Linked DNA regions of Zea mays: regions 2 and 3 are each linked to region 1. The links are chromatin contacts, called in public Hi-C maps. All regions are on one chromosome and are shown on one strand. The core of a region is the stretch at or near the end of the contact, and the rest is flanking DNA. Distances in the headings are between cores, read along the strand shown. Region 1 holds the start of LOC100192464. Region 2 holds the start of LOC100192366 (putative leucine-rich repeat receptor-like protein kinase family protein). Region 3 holds the start of LOC100502358 (Leucine-rich repeat (LRR) family protein).

Evidence for each region. Hi-C and Micro-C count contacts between places; a contact is called where the count stands out from the background.
Region 2: a Hi-C map of leaf shows a contact between it and region 1, with 6 times the contacts expected there. The contact joins the promoter of LOC100192366 here to the promoter of LOC100192464 in region 1. A contact is called at or near these places in 3 of 25 Hi-C or Micro-C datasets (bundle sheath, leaf and tassel).
Region 3: a Hi-C map of leaf shows a contact between it and region 1, with 6 times the contacts expected there. The contact joins the promoter of LOC100502358 here to the promoter of LOC100192464 in region 1. A contact is called at or near these places in 10 of 25 Hi-C or Micro-C datasets (bundle sheath, ear, endosperm and 5 more).

The regions. Positions count from the first base shown.
Region 1 is chr8:115,211,961-115,215,755 of Zm-B73-REFERENCE-NAM-5.0, forward strand. It overlaps LOC100192464, which reads left to right and starts at 2,143. Exons shown (of 3, transcript NM_001358394.1): 1 at 2,143-2,420. The coding sequence starts at 2,231.
Region 2 is chr8:115,435,716-115,439,510 of Zm-B73-REFERENCE-NAM-5.0, forward strand. It overlaps LOC100192366 (putative leucine-rich repeat receptor-like protein kinase family protein), which reads left to right and starts at 1,720. Exons shown (of 19, transcript NM_001137546.2): 1 at 1,720-2,077; 2 at 3,711-3,795. The coding sequence starts at 1,993.
Region 3 is chr8:115,373,514-115,377,308 of Zm-B73-REFERENCE-NAM-5.0, forward strand. LOC100502358 (Leucine-rich repeat (LRR) family protein) reads left to right here and starts at 2,035. Exons shown (of 6, transcript NM_001196836.1): 1 at 2,035-2,307; 2 at 3,582-3,736. The coding sequence starts at 2,105.

The DNA.
Region 1 (3,795 bases), core at 893-3,392:
GAATCAGCGAAGAAATTCATGAAGAGGGCTGTTAGCCAGCGCACTGGTGGTGCACCGGACAGTGAACAGTCACTCTCTAAACGCTTTAGCTTCACCGCTAAAAGAGCCGACACTTTTTAGAGAAAGGAGATGGATACCCATAGGACACCACACTTCGACGACACTAACTTCCCATATTATAGTGCTAGAATGGCTTGTTACCTAGAGGTCGTTGATCTAGGTGTTTGGAGATTCACTCGTGATGGGATGAAACCACCCAAGAATCCCGAGAAACCCACCACGAGTGAGGAAAAAGAAATTCATTTAAATGCTAGAGTCAAAAATTTCTTGTTTGAATCTCTTAGCATGGATATTTTTAATCAAGTTTTTACATTAAAAACTGTTAATGAGATTTGGCTAAAATTGCATGAGCTCCATGACGACACATCAATTGTCCGTGAGCAAAAACATTGCCTAGTCTTAAACGAGTATAATTCTTTTGCTATGAAGGATAATGAGCTTGTTATAGATATGTATTCTCGTTGAAATCTAATCATCAATGAGTTCAATTCTATTGGAATTAATAAGCTATGTGATGCGGACATTGTGAGGAAGATTATCTCCCTACTACCACAACAAAGATATGGGAGTATCATCACCATTCTTCACAGCATGGAGGACTTGAGTCAAATGACTCCGACCATTGTGATTGGAAAAATTGCGGCATTTGGGATGTCGCGAAAAAGGGTCGACAAGAGGAGCCAACTTCTTCAAGACCATATGCTTTTGCATGTGATGAAAAGAGTAAAGGAAAGAAGAAGGCTCCCGCTCCAAGTTCCTCAAGTGATTAAGAGGAGGAAGAAGAAAGTGATGATGATGAAGATAATCAACCACCAACATCATCCTCCAAGGACGAAGAAACAATCCGACGTGTCGGAAAGGTGGGGATGATCCGCAATATTAACCTAATGGGTGTGCCCTTGCACTTTGAGGATCTTCTCTTTAACATTGACAGGAAAAAGCAAAGAAAGAGAGGATGCTTCGCATGCGGGGAGAAGGGCCATTTCAAGGACAACTGTCCACATATGGCCGAACCCACAAAGGGTGGAGCAAAGGCAATGCGCTTACAAGTGTCAAAACTTTGGATGACTCTTCAAGCGAAGATGAACCTCTAAGGACACGCAGCCACCGATCCTCATCACGATCATCACACAAGTGCCTTATGGCAAGAGGTAAAATGAGTATTCCATCCTCTAGTGATGATACCAGTAGTGATGATGAAGGTGAGAGAAAGCCCTCCGCAGATGAGCTTGCGGAAGCCGTGATTTTTTCAGGATGTATGCACTAAACAAAAGGCTCAACTTAAAACTTTAAAAAATAAGTTTATTAGCTCTCAAAATGATTATAAATGTTTACTAGAAAATTTTGAAACATTTGCAAAATTTGAATTGTGAGCTATCCACTAAAATTGAGCAATTAGAGTCTAGTGCTCCATCCTTAGCTACCAATGATGGCCTTATTAAAAAGAATGAAAAACTTAAGGCTAAGTTAGCTAGCTCTCAAGAAGCCATTGAAAACTTGTTAGGAAAATTGGCAATTCTTAGCATACATAATAATAAGCTAACTACTAAGCTAGAAAACATTGGTAGCACCCCTGAAGCAACTTTGGTTGAAATATCTAAAATTATTAAAAAAATACTTCTACTTCTTACTTTTATTTAAAATTTTAGACATAGTCTAGAATTGACAGTGACAACACATACTAATGTGGAGCCACATGCCAATTCAATTGCCTCCGTATCCTAAACACCTTATGCTATTTATAAGGTGGTCCAACAATCTCACAAATACGTTTATAGATAACGACCAATCTTTTTATATAGTTCATACTTGTACCATTGAAATCCTTTAAATTATTTAAATTTAACTAACTTTATGTGAATTGTTAGGACGTTGTAGGCACAGTTATTCATTTAGAACAATTAGTCATTAAAGAATGTCGGTGGAAGGCCCCATGTTATTGTACAGTTTATCGTGCAGGCACCCTCGTCACTGACTCCACAAACAAAATTGCAGAGTCGGAGACCAACGCCACGCCGACATCGACAGCACTGATCCGACAAGTCGCCGTTTCTGCCCTAAGCACGGACGCTGTTGGTCACACTCGCGGAGCCCCATCCTTCCCTCCCGGTCTCTCCTTGCGAGCTAGTACCCTACTTGCTGCACAGTGCCACACCGCTCGCGCTGGAGTATGGGTTCGAGCCCGATGTGGTGGTCAGGACCACCACCGTCGCCGTGGAGCCGCGGTTTAGGGAAATGGTGGGCGCTGGTAGGGCCATTCGTGGTGAAGGCCGTCGGGTTCCTGCTGCTCGCGGGCCTCTTGTTCCGGGTGCTCTGGTCCTTTCCGTCCTCTCCGGCGCCGGCGTTGCAGATCACAAAAGGTGCGGCATTCGATTTCTCTTCTGTTTTAACTTCTAAGGGTTGTTTAGTGTTACCCTGGTGCGGGATCTTAGGGTTTGACACCTTCTCAGGGTTTTTGTGATTCTGAGATTTGGAGATTTTGATCTTGCATTTCTGATTTTGTTTTTGCGGGCTGTAAGCAATGGTGTCGATTTCCTTTGAATGTAATGCTACAACGTTGCAATATCCTTATCTAGTTATCTTACTGTAGAAATTTGGGTCTTTATGAGGCGATCCGGTTGTTCAATTGAGAGTTTGTTGTAGCTTGATCCGATATCATGGATGGTATATATATTGTTTGGTGACGCAAGTGAACTGAAAATTTTGGAGCTGTCAATCTGCTGTGTGTGCCCCTGCTGTAGGTCTTAACTTTTCCACTTCGCTAAATAGGAATGGGAAATGAAATATTAAATTTTAGGGGAGACTTTTTTGAAGAGCATGATTTCAGGTTGTTCTTGTGGCAAGAGTGCTGGAGATGTTGCTAGAGGGATTCAAGTAGCTAGGCATTTTGACCTCGTTCTCGAAGAACGATTAATTATTTATACTCTACAACGTGGACAAAGCTCCACCTGGCCACCCGTGTTTCATGAAGACAAGTTAAGAATAATACTTCGAACCCTTTGAGAACTAGGAGTTATATTGTTTTGTCCTGCCTTAGCATTTCTTAATTCGAGTTGATTCCACAACAGTGACACGTAGGGTGTAAACGGGGCTATTTCCTAGCCGTCCAATTGACCGAGGTGGGTTGGACGTTGATCAATATCTAGGCATTTTCTCGGATATTGAGTACATTTTTTATCCGAATATCACGTCTGAATATAAGAAGGGCAGTATTAGTCTGATGTTGGGTATCTGGTCAGATAATTTGCATAGCTAAGTCTGATATTGGATTCATATAGTTTTTATTGATATCCATTAGGAGTGGATCAGTGGACTGGGATCCCAAGATAAATTTTAGCAAAAAAAGTTAATGAAGGTATATTTGGTTACCTTTTTTGTGAAGCATATAGAAGTTTGAAGTACATCTAAGTTAGAATTCAACTTTTCTGAAGTATTTTAATAAAGTAAAAGTAAAGTATGAACTGAGTTTTAGATCCAACTTGATTATGAGAAAAATACAAATGGACAGTTAGTGCAACATTTGGACAAGCCAGATCTCAACACCTTCGGTCACTCAAATACCAAAAAATATAAATTCTCTCATATTAAGAACACATATTTAAATTTTAATCAAATGGCTCCAATTATTCCCAAATTTAATTATTTTTTCCAAATGTTGCACTAGTTGTCCATTTGTATTTTTTGCGTTGTAGACTGCATTGTTCACAGAATGAAGTTTGAAATACAAGATGGGAT
Region 2 (3,795 bases), core at 470-2,969, 220 kb after region 1:
ACTGTAGTAGCCTAATTACTGCATCTCTACCAGAGCTCAAATTACTCCAATTATAAGTCATTTCAATTTTAAGTCAAAGCATCTTAAGTTTGATCAAAATTATAAAAAAGTATAAAAAATTATGACATCAAATATCCATATTATAAAAAATATAATTAGTGAATAATCAACCATATTTATTTGTTATCATAAATGTTATTGTTTTATTATATTAATTATGCAAAATCTAAGATATTTTGATTCTAAAAAATTGAAATGGCCAATAATTTTGAAAAAAACACAATATTATTTTTGTGATTATTAAGAAAGTTGCTACAATTGTATGCACTTTATCGTCTATAAGACCGTGTCCAGCAGTTCACCCATATGCTCAATCAAAACACTGTTTTTGCATTGTAGATTGCACTGTTCGTAGAGTGGAGTTTAAATATGGGTATCGGGATGAGTAAGCTGTTGGAGATAGCCTAATACTTACTAGCATATAGCTCGACGATCACGGGGAGAGGAGAGGGGTCGACGGCGGCGACAGTGCGAGTTGAGGGGTGGACAGTGACAGTGACGACACATGTGAGGGTGAGGGGGCGGTGGGGACACGGGGGGAGGGGGGAGGCTGGGGCGGCGGGGTCGTGAAGAGGGATAGTCCAAACAATATTGTATATTGGATTTGATTAAGTAAGGGTGAGGGGGTTATTCAGCAATCTAAATCTTGGTTTTGATGATGTGTTAAGTTTGTGTGAAATTCGTTTGATAAATTTAGTGGAGGTTATGTGTGTGAGTGATTTGATTAATTGGGTAGGTTTTACAACGTTTAAATTGATGGATTGTATAGTGATAATGTGGTATAGATATATATTTGAAAGGTCCTCTAGATGAGTATGGTGAGAAAGATCCCTAAAAAGTGGTAGTTGAGGCCAATAGCATGATGAGTTCCTTTTATTTGATGAGAGATGAATAAAATATCGGTTGCCATTAAAAAAATGAATGCTACTTATTTTCGCAGCACAATGTTAGTCCGAGACATCAGTTTGCGTAATAGTGAGGTTGTACAAATTGCAAGAAGAAAAACTGCAAGTTACACATACAGATTGGTTCAACGTTGCTTTCGATTGAACAGGATTCGTGGAACTGCACTTAAAAACAAATCGGTTTGCAGGTCTAACTTATTTCTTAATAATGGACAACGACTGCTCTGATATTTTGTGCTGGAAACGAAATAAAAAGAAGCACTGATATCCTTTTGGAAGAAAAAAAACACTGGTTCCTACGTTTAGCTAGCATCATATAGTTTGTTGTTACCACTTACCTCCAACCGTCGATAAATCATTACTGCCATAGACATAATTTACTATATGTAAACTTGGATAAATTATTGTTGTCAGAGAAAATGCGAGGAACAAATCCAAGTCGCATATTTATAATAAAGGTCAACTAACATAAAAATAAGTCTATAACGTTTATAATAAAGTGAAACAAAAGTAGAACACGTAACAATTATGACGGTGAACAAAGATTTTCTGTCGAAAAAACTAACACAACTTACCTACAGCATAACAATAAGTTAATGACAAGTCAAGTCTGTCAAACTTAACAAACTAGAGGCCAACCACACACCTGACAGCAATCGTCGGCACGCTTATGAGAAGAACAGGAGAGGTTCCCTACTGGATATTATTATATTATAAATAAATATAAATGTCAGCCACTTGGACCGAGTATTATACAAGCGAAAAGAGTTCAGGAAGGAAGCTAAGCTACTCCTGTCCTGTTTCAGGCACGACCGCGGACCGCTTCTAGTTCTGCATCGGCGGCCTTCGCTTCTCAGCCTTTTCCTCCCCCCATCCCGGAGACTTCTTCCCTGGTTGCTGCACAGCCTTCTTTTTTTGCGAGGTGGAGAGGTTTGGGGAGGAGAACACGAACGCATCCAAAGACCGGAGCGGAGCAGGGTAAGGGCTCTCTCCTGCAGGCTGCAGCCGTGGACCGTGGAGGGAGAAGATGCGCAAGGGGCAGCTCTTGTTGCTGCTGCTTTTGTTCGCTGCCGGATCAACAACCGCCTCCGCCAAGACCGACCCGCAAGATGGTTAGTTCTTTTTTGTTTGTTTGTTTGTTTGTTTGTTTTTAGTTCTTTGAACTATGGATGTGCGAACCAAAGGTTAGAGAGACTTTGATGGGTTCTGCCTGTTCTTTTATGTAATTATACGCTCAATCTGCTGTTTATTGGTAGCAAAAACTTTCTCTACGTAACATTTTTTTGGTCGTCTGCTTCGTACTTAGGCCCTGTTCCAAACTTTAGCAGCTTCTTTTTAGCTACTTTTAGCTATTTGTAATCTAAACAGGAGAGCTAACGGTGGTAATTGAAGCTAAACTTTAGCACTTCAATTCATATAGCTAAAGTGCTAAAGTTTAGCAGGAAGCTAAAGTTTATCCCGTGAGATTGAAACAGGGTCTTAGCTTTAGCTATATGAATTGAAGTGTTAAAGTTTAGCTTCAATTACCACCGTTAACTCTCCTGTTTAGATTACAAATGACTAAAAGTAGCTAAAAAAAGCTGCTAAAGTTTAGGGCTATTTGGCTGTGCGACTTTACTAGTTTCCAGTCCAACTAAATAATGGAAACCATAAATACCTCAGTTTTACTGATTGAACTATTTGGGTGTATTCTGTAATTTTTTTTGGATGAGACGCTTGTGGAAATGGCGACAAACAATCCAAAATTGGTCTCTTTCCTGCTCCTTTTTCTGAAAATGTTCTTGGTGTCATTTATTCAGTCAGTCAATATTTTTTCCTCGTGATTGTTTTGTGTTCATTTGTATTATAAAACTCTGCGTCGGTACATATGCTAAGCCTTGTTTGATGTGATTCTTTCAGTTTCTGGATGATAGAAGATAAAACATTTTGATAGTTCAATCTTTTTTACTTTCTATTATTGAAATATCTATATAATTAGTTGACTCCAATAGAGCTGAGTCCAACTCCATGTCAAAACTACATATGAAGCATCAGATCAACCATGGAGCAACTTCACGGTAGATCTAGGTTCTTACCAAACTACATATGAGCTGAGTCTCTGACATGGATCCACGTGTAATTATAAAAACATAACAAGAAGCCAAAATTAAAAAAAAAAAGTTGCATCTTCGTCCTGTCTGTGTGCGGCGCGACAGGGAGCGGCAGCAGCCAGCAACTGCATGGCGGCACGGCACGGCACGGGACGGGAGGGGCATGAGCCCCTACGGCGGCATGGCACGGGAGGGAGGAGGGTCTCGACGAGGAGTGACAGCGTCCACACGTCAACTCGGCGTCCATTGGAGGGGAGGGCCACGTGTCGCGGCAAGGTCGGGGCAGTACGGCGCAGCTAAGATGGCCTTGCGGCGACGGGAAAGAAGTGAGAAGAAGAAAGAACAAACCATTATTTCTGCATAACCAGTGGCATAGCGGATACATGAATCCATGAGTTTTTAGAGCATTTTTAGAGCACCTCTTGAGGTTTCATGAAATCCATGGGTCTGACCTCCAGATCTGAAATTATTGGGGGGGTCTTAATTCTGTGGTGATGAGGCGTTCGGTTTCACAAAACATATCTGTTCTGGATCTGATGCTGCTATTCCAAACAATCCCTTAATTCATGCCTGTCAAAAAATATCAATGAGATCATTAAATTGAATGTCCAAATGTTCATCGACAACTTATCACCCTTCTCTCTCTCTCTTGCAGAGGCTGCTCTCAGATCCTTGATGAAGAGATGGAAAAATGTGCCTGCTAGCTGGGGAAAGTCCAGTCCTTGCGACATGCCGTGGGA
Region 3 (3,795 bases), core at 785-3,284, 160 kb after region 1:
CTCCTCAACGGGGACTAGGTTCTTTGGAACCGAACCTTGGTAAAAAAAATCATCGTGTTCTCTCGTCTTGATTCTTGTTTGATTTGTTTTCCCCTCTGTAATGTTCCCTTGCTAGTGTGAATTTGAGTTTGCTTCCATACGTCATCCACAATCCTTGAGCAACTCCTAGCAAGAGAGATATTCTTTTGGACTTGAATTTAATTCTAACGCTAACCCCCGATCTTAGTGTGTGTTTAAGTTTACAAATTTCAGGATTTGCCTATTCACCCCCTCTAGGCGACTTTTAGAATGCCAATCCTACTTTGTTCATTAAGATGTTTGATGATATTATATTTGGTTCTACTAACCATTTGTCTTGTGAAGAGTTTTTTAGGATTATGGTCAATAAGTTTGAGATATCGATGATGAGGGAGTTGAAGTTCTTTGTAGGATTTCAAATCAAACAACTCAAGGATGGCATCTTCATCTCACAATCGGAGAACACTCAAGACATTTTGAAGAAATTTGGGATGAAGGACACCAAACCCATTAAGACGCCCATGGGAACCAACGAACGTCTCGACCCTGATATAGTAGGTAAATCAGTTGATCAAAAGGTATATCGATATACGGTTGGCTCTTTACTCTATTGATGTGCACCTAGACTAGATATTATACTTTCTGTATGCATGTGTGCAGGATTCCAAGCCGATCACAAAGAATGCCATCTTAGAGCCGTTAAAAGAATATTAATATATTTAGTTCATACTCCTAATTTTAGGCTTTGGTATCTAAAGGGTTCAAACTTTGATCTTATATTCTCATTGGTATCCAAAGAATAAAATCACTATTTGTCTTCCAAACGAGGACATAAACTCAAAAATTAAGCAACTTTAGTTTTGCATCCGTGCAAAAATAATGGTTTAGAAGTGAAGTTTTCGGAACTCTAAGACTGGTTTCAAAATCCCATAAATTTCAAAATTAAAGGTCTTTACACATTATATTTTAAAAACCCAAAATATTTCATAAAAATACGATACTTGTTTAAATAAAAGAACAAAAATACTTTAGATGCCTAGTCATTCGAATAATTGTAGCTACAAGTGTACCTCCCTTCGCAAACCTATTCTCCGAGTCCCACATCGTCATGCCGGAGAAAATGAGATTTCTATGCTCCAAATAATATGCTTTATGTTACCTTTGGTTTTAATGCTATTTTGAACATTTTTTACTTTTCCGTGCACTTCTGTCTTTTGTATGTATGTCCGTGAAGAAGCATAAAATATCCAAAAATAATACTCTCTCTGTTTAAATATATTATCCGTCCTGATTTTTTATTTTTGTGTGTCCATATTCAAATGAATACCAATGATTCTAGACACACATATATAAGGGACCATTTGTTTCAACTTGCTAAACTTTATCACTGCACTTTTACTAAAGTTTAGCTACTAAAGAAACAAATAGGGTGGCTAAAACTGTTATAATAAACTTTAGCATTTATTATCACTTTAGCTACACAAAAGATGCTAAACTATGTTAAAAGTGGTCCCAACCTCATTTTGCATTGAATACCACTTTCTCTATCCCTCACTATTGGCTGCATGCTTCTCGTGGACCGCAAGTGTTAAAATTTAGCATTTTATCTAAACAACTATTAAAGTTCAGCAAAAGTTTAGCACATGCTAAATTTTAACGGGTGTTAAACTTTAGCAAAAGTTTGACTTTTTTATTTGACAAAAGTTTTTTAATCCAAATGCTAAACTTTAGTAAAAGCTTTTTTTTATCCAATCAGCTGTCTAAATAGTTGTTAAAGTTTAGCAAAAGTTTTTTTATTTGATATTTTTAGTGTAAAATTATATTATCCAGCATCAAATAAAAAGAAATGGAGGTAGTAGAGGGAATATTAAGGAGTAACATGTTTTGAGTCCGATTTTTACTATTTTTAGTAAGTCAACGTTACCTATGGCAATATTGTTTGGAGTAAAAAAAATTCCAATTCTATCGTCATGCTGAGTTGCTGACGGTCGCTTGACGAGTTTGCGATTTTGGATCCCATCCCATCGTTTCCTCCTCCTCCCTCTGGCCTCCGGTCACGGCTCGATCTCCCGTTCCAATCACGCCCATGGCAGCCGCCGCCTTCGGCTCCGCCACTGGTGGCGGGTCGCGGCTTGTGGACCGCTGCATCGACGCGGCAGCGCGCGGTCCCGCCACTGTGGAGGCCTGGCGCCGGCAGCGCCGCTCCCTGGAGCGCCTCCCGGCCCCGCTCGCCGACGCGCTCTTACGCCGCCTAGCTGCGCGTCGCCTTCTCTTCCCCTCCCTCCTCGAGTAAGCCTGCTGCACCGCTTTCTAAACTCGTCCTCGTGCTGCGAAGTAAAGATGCTCGACGCCCCGATAGGGAGCTATGGTTTTTTTTCCTCCATTTTTTGCCTCGCCGCTTCCAGTCCCCCATCTCTACCCACGCTCCCTCCCTCTCCGCGCCGCTCTTCCAGCCATGGCGATCACCACAGAGTCGCGGAAGCGGACAAGGCTTCCCATGCGATCGAGAAGCGGGGGGTACGGTCTGATTTCGAGGTTGGGAAATTCTTTGTAGTGGCCAATTTTAGACATGGTTTTCTAGGTAGAGAAAATAATAGTAGTCAGATTGTGGCTTTGAAAGTTCTTTTCAAGGGCCAGCTCAAACAATCTCAGGTCCAACATCTGCTCCCAATGTTCTTCGCCTGTATGTGTACTTCTATAACCACACCGGGGTTTACCTAATCCTGGAATATGCTGCCAAGGGTGAACTATACAAGGAGTTGACAAGATGCAAGCATTTCTGGAAGAGCCTTTCAGCATGGCTAGAGGTCTGATCTACCTTAGTGGGAAGCATGTTATCTATCAGGACATCAAACTAGAAAATCTTTGGTTGGAGCCTTTGGTCAACTTAAAATTGCTAACTTTGGCTGGTCCGGCATCTTCAACAGGACTATGTGAGTGCATGATCACGAATGTTGACATATGGAACCTGGGTATCCTGTATTATGAATTCTTTTATGTGGTCACACCTTTTGAAGTAACAAGCACTCAGAAACATACAAAAGAATAGTAATTGAAACCTTTCATTTCACTTGCCATAGAGGACTTGATTTCTCAGAAGAACTCAGCGCACTGGCTTCCCCTCCACAAGGTTCTTTCAACACCCGTGTATTGTCTAGAACGCTGACCCTTACAGCATGTACAGAGGGTAGATGCACCACAAGTTGAAGGCTGCTTCTCCTCCACACTCACCAATTGGAGGGGAGTGCGGTTCTTCTACTATTGTTTGTGGCTCCAGCCCTACCAACTAAGCTTCTGTCGCCCAAACTACCCAACCCAAATTGCATCTTGTAGCACCATGTAGCTCAACAGATATACCAATCATGTGGATTAGCATTTGTATGATGGGGCCGTGACCTTGTATGGCAAGTTGCGCTGTACTAATGTAGCATTCATATTAAACAACTTTCTTTACTCATTTATATGGATAATATATACCTGTTAAAAAATGTAACACTTTTATGGGGTTTGCTATTGTTCCTCATGTTAGTTCATGGCTGAATCATGTCTCCCGTCGTGTGTAGGGTGTTTGGCCGGTCAGTAGAGGAGGTTGATCTGAGTGGATTTCTTTCTGTGAATTCCGAGTGGTTGGCATACCTTGGCTCCTTCAGGTACCTTAGGGTTCTGAAGTTGGCGGACTGCAAGAACATCAACAATGACGCTGTCTGGTCGCTCTCTGGTGAGATGCTGAAGCTTCTTTGATCATATGATTACACTGTGGGCATGGGTGGATCCAGA